Linked DNA regions of Mus musculus: regions 1, 2 and 4 are each linked to region 3. The links are chromatin contacts, called in public HiChIP or PLAC-seq and promoter capture Hi-C maps. All regions are on one chromosome and are shown on one strand. Each heading gives the region's core, a stretch centred on a gene start, on an enhancer-like site or on the middle of the called end of the contact. The rest is flanking DNA. Distances are from core to core; before and after follow the strand shown. Region 1 holds the start of Gli3 (GLI-Kruppel family member GLI3). Region 2 holds the start of B3galnt2 (UDP-GalNAc:betaGlcNAc beta 1,3-galactosaminyltransferase, polypeptide 2). Region 3 holds the start of Hecw1 (HECT, C2 and WW domain containing E3 ubiquitin protein ligase 1). Region 4 holds the start of Lyst (lysosomal trafficking regulator).

What was found. Promoter capture Hi-C pulls out the DNA fragments that hold promoters and counts their contacts. HiChIP or PLAC-seq counts read pairs in DNA pulled down with a chosen protein or histone mark.
Region 1: an H3K4me3 HiChIP or PLAC-seq map of stem cell-derived neural progenitor cells shows a contact between it and region 3, with 4 times the contacts expected there. The contact joins the promoter of Gli3 here to the promoter of Hecw1 in region 3. A contact is called at or near these places in 4 of 39 promoter capture datasets (liver, pre-B cells and stem cell-derived epiblast-like cells) and 3 of 115 datasets of contacts at active chromatin or transcription factors (embryonic stem cells and stem cell-derived neural progenitor cells).
Region 2: a contact with region 3 is called in a promoter capture Hi-C map of hippocampal neurons, with 4 times the contacts expected there. The contact joins the promoter of B3galnt2 here to the promoter of Hecw1 in region 3. A contact is called at or near these places in 4 of 39 promoter capture datasets (the 3T3-L1 cell line, cranial neural crest, embryonic stem cells and 1 more), 1 of 484 Hi-C or Micro-C datasets (embryonic stem cells) and 2 of 115 datasets of contacts at active chromatin or transcription factors (astrocytes and large pre-B cells).
Region 4: an H3K4me3 HiChIP or PLAC-seq map of stem cell-derived neural progenitor cells shows a contact between it and region 3, with 5 times the contacts expected there. The contact joins the promoter of Lyst here to the promoter of Hecw1 in region 3. A contact is called at or near these places in 1 of 39 promoter capture datasets (cranial neural crest) and 1 of 115 datasets of contacts at active chromatin or transcription factors (stem cell-derived neural progenitor cells).

What each region holds. Positions count from the first base shown.
Region 1 is chr13:15,462,442-15,465,141 of GRCm38.p6, reverse strand. Gli3 (GLI-Kruppel family member GLI3) reads right to left here and starts at 1,419. Exons shown (of 15, transcript NM_008130.3): 1 at 1,031-1,419. Gm6556 (a long non-coding RNA gene) reads left to right here and starts at 524. Exons shown (of 1, transcript XR_001780862.2): 1 at 524-2,700.
Region 2 is chr13:13,953,365-13,956,064 of GRCm38.p6, reverse strand. B3galnt2 (UDP-GalNAc:betaGlcNAc beta 1,3-galactosaminyltransferase, polypeptide 2) reads right to left here and starts at 1,391. Exons shown (of 12, transcript NM_178640.3): 1 at 1,146-1,391. The coding sequence starts at 1,260.
Region 3 is chr13:14,521,873-14,524,572 of GRCm38.p6, reverse strand. Hecw1 (HECT, C2 and WW domain containing E3 ubiquitin protein ligase 1) reads left to right here and starts at 1,347. Exons shown (of 29, transcript NM_001081348.3): 1 at 1,347-1,749. It overlaps Gm30893 (a long non-coding RNA gene), which reads right to left and starts at 1,978. Exons shown (of 2, transcript XR_382090.4): 1 at 1,890-1,978; 2 at 73-1,024.
Region 4 is chr13:13,589,112-13,591,811 of GRCm38.p6, reverse strand. Lyst (lysosomal trafficking regulator) reads right to left here and starts at 1,403. Exons shown (of 53, transcript NM_010748.2): 1 at 1,316-1,403. Gm30836 (a long non-coding RNA gene) reads left to right here and starts at 611. Exons shown (of 2, transcript XR_382086.4): 1 at 611-1,078.

The DNA of each region.
Region 1 (2,700 bases), core at 170-2,669, 940 kb before region 3:
CAGTCCATCATTTCAAACTGAAGTGGCAGCTGGAAAATGTGGAACAGCTGGCACAGAGCTGGGAGAAAATGTTTTACATAAATATATGTACATATAAACTGGCAGAGGGCCATGAGCACTGTACCCAAGGCCAGAATCTACAACCAAGTTGGGGGAGGAGAAAGGGTAAACGCGGTGCAGGAAACTTCCCTAAGTGGTCTTTACACACACACAGCCAAGAAAGCCTGGGGGGAGGGGGGGTATGGCTTGGTACTCAAAAAGGTGCACTCCGGGACACAGGCACAAAGTTCACAGAAGGATACTAAGTTCATCAAAGGATAATAAGCAAAGGCCGGGCCGAGTGTGAGGGCATGTGGCCATCTGCTGAAAAGTCGCTTCACCAACTATTCAAATGTATGATCAATATTAACTCTGCCACATCCTCGGGGTCCCACTGCAACTCCAGAAAGTTAAGTGTCCCCAGCAGAGTAGAGTGATCCGTACCCAACTCTGCTCTGTGCAAATTCGGCCTCTTGGTTACCGCAAGGGCCACGGCTACTTTTCTTTCTTTCTCTTTTCTTTCTTTCTGCTCTACCTCTGGAAAGGAAGAGACAGAGTTCCAAATCACGCACAGATGGCACAACTTTCACTTTTCCTCTCCCACCGCGGAGGCGCGCCCTCCATCCGCTCACCCCGCACCCCCACCCTCAGAAGTGAAGGCGGGACCCTGGAGAGCGGGGCAGCGGCGGCTCGGCGCATCCCCAGGCGCTGCGCGCAAGCCAAGCTGCGGCTTGCGGGGGCGCGAGGACCAGCCGCAGCTCCGGACTCCCGGAGCTCTGCGCAGCACTTGGCGAGAAGTAGGCACGGACGCCGCCGCTGCAAACTTGGTCCGCGCGCCCTGGGGCAGGAGCTCTGCAGTCCGGAGAGCCGAGACCCGATCCCCGAGAGCGCGGGAAGGCGCGAGCGCACACAAGCCGCTCCGACGCCGCCGGGAAGCTCGACAGGGAGGGCTGCGGGGCCCGCAAAACAAAGAACTTCAGGCGGGACGTACCTGCGGCTTTGGCTGTCAGGTCCCAAATCCACAGACCTGCGCCGGCGGAGCGGCAGGCGGACTCGGGCTACCGTGGATGGCCTGACTGATCCCAGCGTGCGGCCCCGGCGGGCATGGTGTGGCGTGGGCCGGCGACGGGGCGAGCGGGCGAGGAGGGGAGCGGCGGGCGGGCGGACGAGTGTGCGGGCGCCGGCGGTGCGGCCCGGTCCGCTCCCTCCCGCCGCTGCAGCCCGCGCATCAGTTTCAGGGATCCTGTAATCTGATCCCTCTGAGTCACCGGCCCTGAGTGACAGTTCTGATTTGGTTCAACCGCGGGTGGGAGGAGAAAGAGAAAGAAAGGAGCCCCCCGACCGTCAAGTCGACTTTTCAACGACTAAGGGCCCGTCCAGGCCGAGCGCCCCGGTTGCAAAAGTTGAGCTCCGCCGCGCGCGCCCTTCGCGCTCCCCTCCGCGCGCTCCTGCGCTCCTCCTCCTCCCCGCCCTCCTTCCCCAAGTTTTCACAGATGTGGTCAGACTCTGCTCTCCTTCCCGGCTCCTTCTTCCCTCGCGCGCCCCCACCCCCGCCCCGTCCCTCTAATTTCCGCCACTCGGAGGAGCGCTGGGGGGGACGCGCCGAGCCGCGGGACGACGCCGCCGCCGCCGCCGCCGCCGCCGCCGCAGGGGGCGAAGTTGGTTTAAAAACTTGGGAAGACTGCTCGCCTTACTTTGCTTTCCCGCTCCTTTCCAGGCCGCGCCCGGCGGGGTCCCGCTCCGCGCGCGCGGATCCCAGGGCGCTGCGCTGAGGGGCGGCACTGAGGCCGCGCGTCGGGCCGGGCAGGGCTGGCGCGGGCAGCCGGGAGCCACGCGCTCCACCGCCTCCGCCCCTCCCGGGTCCTCACACAGACACATCCAGGCCTGCTCCTCCTCTTCCCCCTCCTTGACCCCGCGCCCGCGCGGCGCGCCAGGCCCCACCCACCCGGCAGGAGGAAGGGGCCCGCGGGTGATGTCACCCGAGCCCTCCAGGCCTGCGCTCCCGCGCAGCCGAGCAGCCGGGGCTCGCGCGCTGCCGGGCGCTTCGCCCATGCCGCCTCTCTTCGCCCCCCCCCCCCCCAACTCCGCTCTCGGGCTGGACTCCCCTTCCTTCTCTAGAGACCTCTCAGATCGCCACTGCCCCACCCCCGCACACCTCCTGGTACTTTTCCCTAGGCCAAGCCTGAAACTTCCTCTCGCGGGATGATGCTTTTGAAAGTTGAAGACTTTCCTCCCCGTTGCGTTAAACTCCGTTTGGGACGTCTCGCCGTACAGCCTACTGTCCCCGTGGGCCACTTTGCAAAGAACACAAAGACCCGAGCTGGGAACCGGGACTTGAGCTGAGAACCCTGACTTGCACGGGGTTCTTTTCCTTAAGATGCAGAGTGCCTGTCCTTGGTTTCTTTTAAAAGACCCATGTTACTTCAACGGGCCAGTGCACTCATCTCTCTCTCCCCATCCAGGTACTCACCCCAACCTGTTACTTGAAAGGGAGGATTTCAAGGGGGTGGAAGAAAGAAGAAAACCCAAGAGACATTCCAGAATACCGGAGTAAGCAGTTGGCCCACCAGGAGTGCCTTGGTGCTCAGGGTGCTCTGTGGCAGCCGTCTTGAAGGCAGAGTGGGTGGATGAATAGCTATAATAATTTGAAGAACATTTTGA
Region 2 (2,700 bases), core at 142-2,641, 570 kb after region 3:
CAAGGTTTATTGTGTTGAACGCTAAAAGACTGTTAATGTTAAGGTCACATATATTCTACAGTGGGCTCTGCGTGTAGATTCCAGCAACTCACTCATCTTTGAGTGAGAGAGAGCACAACCCCAACAGATGTTAGGTGGCCAAGCATTTTGTATGTACGGCCCTTTTTTAACTAGTTTGTAAAAGTCTCACAAGCTAAATACGCATATAATGTACTTTCATTATACCACTTGGAAGTCATTCTTTTCAGTCACACAAATAGCCTTTCCAAAAAAATGGTGGTTGTCTAATAGGAAAAGAGATCACTACTAAAATAACCCCAGTGTAATCTGGTAACAGTCGGAGTTTTGAGGATTGCTAAATAAGGTATAAGACTTGGTTCTGTGATGGCTGTGAAGAACTGTTTTAAAACTTTCTGAAAAGAAAACAGCTGTTTGGATATGAAATGGTAAGATAAATCCTAACGTAGTTAAAAATTAAAGCATTACCCTATCTTTAAAATGGCTATAGAGTTCTCGACATATATAAGCATTCCGGGAAAAACTTGAAAATGACACACAGGAGACAAGAAAGTAGTGTTGAGGGTGGCAGGACAACACTGGATACGCACTGTGGGCAAACGCACCTTCAGATTGTAAGGCGAATGAGAACAAAGATTTCATTCCCACGATGGATGAAGTTTGGGAACAAATGTACGCGAAGTTAAAGAAGAATCCGGTATTCTTAGGCTCCTTAATTAGCAAGCTATCCAAGCAGAATACAGGGGCGACTCCACTCACAGCTGAACCCTAGTTCACGTCTAGGTCTTTTCCTGACTCACCTCATGATCAGAGACCACAAAGTACAGTCCGTCCCTCCTCGCTGCAAAGTGAGTCCTGACACGCAAAGCCAACACCGTCAGCACCGGCAAGCTCGCTCCCCCACCCCACCTCGGAGAGAAGCGCCCCAAGTTGTGACCAGGGCCCTCCCTCGACCACGACGCGGGCCGCTGAGCACACGCTGATAAGAAACGAACAGTTGGGTTCGCCCGACACTAAAGAAAGACTCGCTTGTTCCGTCCGTTCTGGGACGTCCGAGCCCTCCCTGTGCCCCTTCAGCCATCCCCCGCGGCCTCCCACGAGCGCAGCGACTCAGCCCCTCACCTCACCTGCCGCGCTGGGCCCGGTGTTGTGGGGGTCCGGCGGGGAACGGAGCCAGAGGTGCCAGAGGTGCAGCGCGGCCCCGAGCACGCAAGGGCACAGCAGCACCAGCCAGTTTCGCATTGGCCGCTCCCACCTCGCGCCCCCGCCGCGCTCTCCCGCGTCCCGGCCAATAGCGAGGGGACCTAAGAACACCGAGTGCCACCAGGAGTGTTCGCGCCCACGCCTGGCGTTGTCTCCGCCGCTCTCTCCTTAGATCCGCACCACGAGCGGCGGCCGCTTCCCGGCCAAGGCCACGCCCCCGCGTGCGTGGCCTTCCCACCCGTTCAGCCCTCCTCGCTCTCGCCCAGCCCTTCAGTCCGCGTCCCTGCACGCTCCTGTCTGCCGGAAGGGCGGGAGCGGTAGTCCCTCGCTGAGCCCAGGAGGGAGGCGTGCCTGAGATTGTAAGCCCGAGAAACTACGTTTCCCAGAGAGCTATGCGTGCTGCTACGCAACGCTGGAGGCGAAGTGCACACACGAAGCATGCGCGTCTCTCATCCGGCCGCGGTGCCTTAGCGGCACACTGAGCATGCGCATCCACCTTCTTGCTAGGGTTCCCCTGTAGTAAAGGCGGGTACCGCACACGGGGAACCTGCACGTTAACTGCTCAAGTTGCTGTACGACCCCCTCCGCTGTGGACATTGCTGCAGGGCGCATGACCTCGAGGAGCAGTTGCCCAGTCGGGGCAGGTTTGTATGGCACCTCAGCGCTCAACGAAATAATAGTGTGCTCCCCTGACCTATCCCATAAGAAGCGCAGCGGGGAGCCTGAGCGCCGAGTAGCAGGGAGTTTCCTGCTTCCCTCTAGTAAGCAACGGCGGGTGAGGAGGACGAGAAACACCGGGGCTTGCTATGGAAAGCGAGGACAGAGGAGAAGCCCGGATCTGGAGGCTGCCTGGGTGCGCACGCGCTCCTCACTAGGGTAACTGTCGGGAAGCACAGAAATGAGAGCTTCAGCTGCCAGATGACTTTGAAAAGTTCCCACCAAGTTGAGGTGACCAAATGTGTGAGGGCTGGGTTTGCAAAAGATCCATCTCCAACCAGCGTTAGGAAACGAGCGGACTTCACTGGAGCCACCTCTCAGGCTCAGCACCATATTGCCACTGAGTAGCGGTTTTGTATTAAAAAAGCAATTGTAGTAACACACACACACACAGACGCCCCCAGTGTCTCACGTAGTTAACAGGAAACTATTCTGCAGAGGATGGCCTTGAACTCTTGATCTTTCTGTCTTCATCTCCACAAGTGGTGCTTTGGGATGGAACCCAGGGCTTAATCCTTACTAGGCAAGCCCTCTACCAACTGAGCTATATCCTCAACCTGACACTGTTAAGATTGACTTTTTTAAAAAGATTTTATTTGATTTTTTTTTTCATTTGTGTGTGTACGCATGTGCAGGCTGGGGGGGGGGGCGTCTATCCCATCCCCTGGAGCTGGAGTTTCCCCGTGTTTGTGAGCCACCCTGTAGGTACTGGGAACTGAAATTGGGTGCTCAGGAAGAGCAGCCAGATCTCTTAACCATTGG
Region 3 (2,700 bases), core at 98-2,597:
TAATATTAGTTTATACAAGAGACTTTTGTTGATTTACTTGTTTTTCTTCCAAATTTCTGGTTGGTATTATCATTTGGTTGATTCTGGTGTTTATTGTTGCACCTCAGCCAAGTCCATTCTTGGAGGTTTTCTTCATACCAAAGCTCATCTGTCAAATCTGGTGAAATGTGTGCTCAGGGTTCTGTGTGGCTTTTGAGATATGGTTTGAAAAACAGACAGCGTTGAACTCATCTGGTGGGAAAATCAGATTCCTGCCAGACAGAGGGAAATGTCCATTGAGAAATCACTGGGCACCTGAAGTGACGAGCGCAGGCTGGAAGGGAGGTGCTCCCGGGGGAGGGAGGAGGGTGGGAATTGAGGCTTCACTTGGTTTCCCGTGGTTTCCTCTTCTGTAAAGTTCTGCTGCAAGAGTGTAATCAGTGGCAAGAGGTGGGTCAACAAGAAGAACACCAGTGAGAAGCCATCTGTCTTATTGTTATAAATGGAGATATATCCAATCAGCTCTTCAAGAAAAGGTTCTGGAGCTAGAGGTATTACCAGGGTGACTAAGAGGAATTACCAGGCATTACTAAGTATAGTAAGAATACTAGGGTGTTCCCTGGGTAAGGGAAAAGGTACACCTCTAAGATGTGAAAAATAGTTTGCCTGGGGAGTGCCGGGCAGGAAAATAGGTAGAAATAAAAAGGCATTGTAAAAAACACAGAGTTGCGGATTATGGGGGTTGTGTGCTCAGAACCTTCGCACTTTGTGAACGTAGCAAGCCCAAATTAGACCAAATCAGTGGCCAGCATTTCACTTTCTTTTGCATCTTGGTCGGCTGGTCAAATAAAGATTTGCATTTTTCCTACTTCCATTTTACTATTTTGACAATGTGTACTGCTTAATACTAAACCTGCTTGGAAAGCTAAGCTTATCAACAATAGATACCTAGGGCGATTTACAAGCATGGCATTTGTGATCATAACGTTGTTTTGGGGGAACTTGCTGCGAAAATACTGGAGGATGCTGTGCAATGTATCTGCATCTGTGAAATGGACAAGTAAGGAAATTGAGGTGAGAACACCTGACACAGTGTACCTACCTAGAAGGTACTCATCCTTTCTGAACACAACATTTGCATGTACACAAAGGAACTGATGAACCGTGGCTGGTTCCAGATAAGCCTCGCGGACGCGTGCTAAGTGTTGGAAGGATAGGGCCTATAGTAACAAGAATATATATATATATATATATATATATATATATATATATATATACATATATACATACATATATATATATATATATACTAAAGGGGTGAGGAGGAGGGTGCGGGTGCGTGAGGCTGCAGGGCGGAGCACAGCCACAGAGAGCAAGCCTGGCTCCTGGTTGGTTCTCAAGTCTGGTTCCCACAGAGGAGCAGGCAGGAAGGGAGGGGATGCGGGAGGAAGGATAAAGCAATAAAGTGTGCTGCGTTGCCACGCACTGGGAGTCCTTGTTTGAGCCGCAACACCACGAGCCTCTGACCCAGAGGACCCCCTCCTGGCTCGCACAGGTTCACCAGTCGAGAGCTGCTCCAGCCGTGACGGTGGCTCTGACAATAGTTGGCTCAGGATACGAAGCAGCCAGAGCAAGGCAAAAGACGCTGATCGCCCAGGACTAGCAAACCAGGTCCTCAATGCCTGGCACCTATGCAAGCCACGTGCGACCCCCGGTTCTAACCTGCGTGCGGACCGGAGCATGATCTGTGCCCAGTTGGAGGCTGCCAAGGTAAGCAGACGCCACGCTCAGACCATCAGCCTCTCCTTCCCTGCCCTCTCCCCACCCCCTTTCTGGGGCGGCTTCCTCACCCTTGCGAAGCCCCTGCAGCGCACTGCCTCCAGAGAGCCGGGATCCACCCTTTTACCCACCCTCTCTTCTCCCGCGAGGTTCAATTGTTGACTTGGGGCGGGTCGCCGCCCAAGCCGGGCTGGCATCCCAAGGCTTGGGTACAGCCGGCAGATAGGGGCCCGAAGAGAAACAAAGAAGCCCCCAAACGGGTTCGCAGCGCCTCCTCCGCCCCTGGGCGCCCTCCCAGTGGCTAAGAGATGGCAGAGGAGGGGGCGGAGAGACCTACGTAATCCCCCTTTCCAGCCCACACCCACTCCTTGTGAACCAAGGCTTTTAGACAATTGTATCCCATGGTTTCTGCTCGAACTCTCTGTGCTCACTCAAAGGCTCCTGCAGCCGGCCGCCAGGTGCAGTCTACTGGGTGGTGACTGGATGGGAAGATGATCGGTGTGGGTGTTCCCCAGGCGACTCCCTATCTCTGGCCCGTTGTGCCTCTCATCTGGGCCTGCCACCTGAGTTTCAGCGGGAGCAGCTGGTCCTTTTGCCTACCCTACTGTTACCTGCACATAGGAAGAGAAAGGGGCGGAGGTTGGGGGCAGGCAAGGGGGCGCTGGGAAAGCCGCATCCGGTCCATTTTTGGCCGGAGATTCGACACATTCTCCCTACTTTACCAGGCCATGACAATGCAGCAAAATCCTAGAGCTCAAAGTGGCCCTCCATCCTCCACTCCAGGGCTTTCTGACAGCCTTGCAGCCTCAATTTCCCAGGCACTGGACTAATTTTGGGAGTGTGGATGTGTGGTCTGTTCATCTTGCGCACAGAGGCTGGACAGGGTAACTTCTTCCCTGCCAAATTCAGAACATGGGGGTAGGGAGGGGGTGTGGGGAGCTG
Region 4 (2,700 bases), core at 154-2,653, 930 kb after region 3:
GTCTGAGGTTCTTCCAGAATATGTATGACCCAAGAAAGGGGGTATTTATCTGTTTATAAAACGTGTCTGGTCCACAATAGGTACTTAAACATCTTTACTAAATGCATATGCTCTATATGCAATTTATTGTCTGGGAAGTATTTTAATGGAAACTAAATAACAGAAACTCATCTCCCCCTTACGTCCTCTATCTTCCAAAGTCTCTCAATATCTGTATGTGTTAGTGTCAACGTGGATGACAGCAACGAGCAGCAGAAAAGTTACTTGCAATGCTCTGTAAATACAGATATCCCCTACCAATCAGCTACATAATAAAAGCTAAGAGCCAACATCTTTATTAGTATAAGGTTACTAGGTGTGGAAGTTAAAAGTAAAGGCAGACCAGCCAAATGCCTTTCAGGAAGAAAAAGCTCAAATTAATGTGCCATATCAACCTGTTAAACAAACCCTGGAGAAAATGCACAATGAATTTGATCCTTAAGGAAATACTGGCCAGAATTCAACACAAATGTGTGTTCTACACGAGTCAACACCTTAAAATTTTTTTCTCACACCATCAACTACCAAGCAAGAGCTGTGTCTGTCTGTCTCTGTCTCTGTCTCTGTCTCTGTCTCTGTCTCTCTCTCTCTCTCTCTCTCTCTCTCTCCATCAAGGATGTTTTGCTGTTTTGTTTATCCCTCTGAGGATTGGATGAGGACACTTTTCTTGACTCCCTGAGCTCCAACCCTCCATCATGAACCCTTGGCCTCCGGTGGCAGAGGAAATCTCCCTGGGTCACGTCCCTATTATATTAGCATCTCAGCCACCGCTCCAGAGGTGCGCGCGAACCACGAAGGGTTGTTTGCAGAGTCCCGCAGCAGGTGTCACGGGCAGGGAAGGGACAGCAAGGACTCCGAAGCACCAGGGTGGGGAATGACAGATGGACCCGCGGCGCGAAGTGAGACGCCCTGAACCTGTCAGCTCCCGCTGTCACCTGCTGGGAAGGACCGGGCAGGCTGAGGGTAGCGGCGGTCCGGGACAAGCGCTTCCCGAGGTGAAGCGCCCCCTGAGGACACCGTCCGCCGCACCAGCCGGCCGGTAAGTAAAGTTACTATGGGGTCCGCGCCGCCGCCACAGCCCTCGGGGCCCGGGTCCGCCTCAATCAGCAACTGTGCAGAGCTCAGAAGGCAAGCGAACCCCGGCCGGGCCGAGCTCCGGGCACCACCCCGTTCCCTTAGCGCGGCACGACCCCGCCCGGGCGGCCCGCCACCTTCCCGCCATGCCCCGCTGAGGTCGAGACCCTGACCCTCTAAAGGAGCCCGCTGCGGTCTTTACCTCCGCTCTGTGGTCCGCCGCGCGCTCTCGCCCGCCGGTGCAGGAGAATCCCGACTCACCAAGGCTGCCAGGCCAGCGTGAGCTCTCACCCCCGCCCCCTCAGGTAACCCGGGAAACCGGGAACACCACCCCCTTCCTCCCCCGCCCAGACCCAGACCCGCTCCTCTGCGCGTGCGCACCGTCCCCGCCTCGAGCGCCTAAAGTCCCGCCCCACCGGGAGGGCACGCTGGGGTCGCCGACGTGATGCGTGGAGAATCTCAGCCAATGAGAGGAAGAAGGCGGGACAAATGCAGCGAGGAGGGCCCTGTGCAGCTTCTCTGAACTCCACCCCTCCCGGCCGCATAAAGCTTCGTCCATCCCAGGCGATTCAGCCCCTAAAAGCGCAAGCCTAGTGTCTTCTTTCTACTGTAAACTCACGTTTACTGGGAAAATTACATCTTTGTTGAAGACTGTACAAAGTGACTGACTGTCTAGAACTTTACCATTACGGAGAGATGATGATCAGTAACCAAGATTATCTTGGACTATCTTTAGGTTCTTTAAAAAAACTGCTTATTACCAACCTTTGTAGCTGACCTAAGATCTTTGTGCCTGTTATGTAAAAAGTTTGGAATGTATTGTTAAACTTAGCCAACGACTGGCTTTTCAGCAGTGCTCAAAAGAAGAGTATCATCAGCTGGAGATTTTCCTGCTATGCTGTAGCCTACCTCCCCGATGTCCTTTCCGCTATATTTGGCAAATGTATTGATTTATGGTCTTTTGTTCTATGGCTATAAGACTGCGTGTAAACCTCTTTCACAGTAGAACATGTAATTCTGGGAAACCCGAATCTCTGTTACTAAGCACTATTCACTCAAAGTTGCCTCAGAATAAACTTTCTTTTGGTTTTTGTTTTGTTTTGTTTTGTTTTGTTTTTTCATGGACAGTATGTGCAATAAACTGTTGTCCTATTTTCTGTTGGAGGTCACAGGATTAAAAAAAAAAAAAAAAAACAAAACAAAAGACAAAAAACGGAAAGGTTCACCAAGATGGAAGCAGGGCTATCCTCAAGATAGCATTGGGGCCTGAACTTATATTTCTGTCAAACAGAAAGAGAGAAACTTGCAAAAATTCTGGGTCCAGGTATGATACCCTACCTAGCCCTGTTCAAATATGCTAGCATACAGTGGGCAATGTGACAAAGATCCTTGCTTAAAGCAAACTTTAGTCAGACTTTGAACCTTCTCCTTGGCCCATGTGCTATGTGTGCACATCTTTGTAAACTCTAGGTTTAGCAATCGCCAAGGCAGTTTAGCAAGAACCCACACATACACAATCACACCCTCCCTATCTACAAAATCTCTCAGTCCCCACCTTTGGTATCTATTCATGCTGGCCTGCCTTCA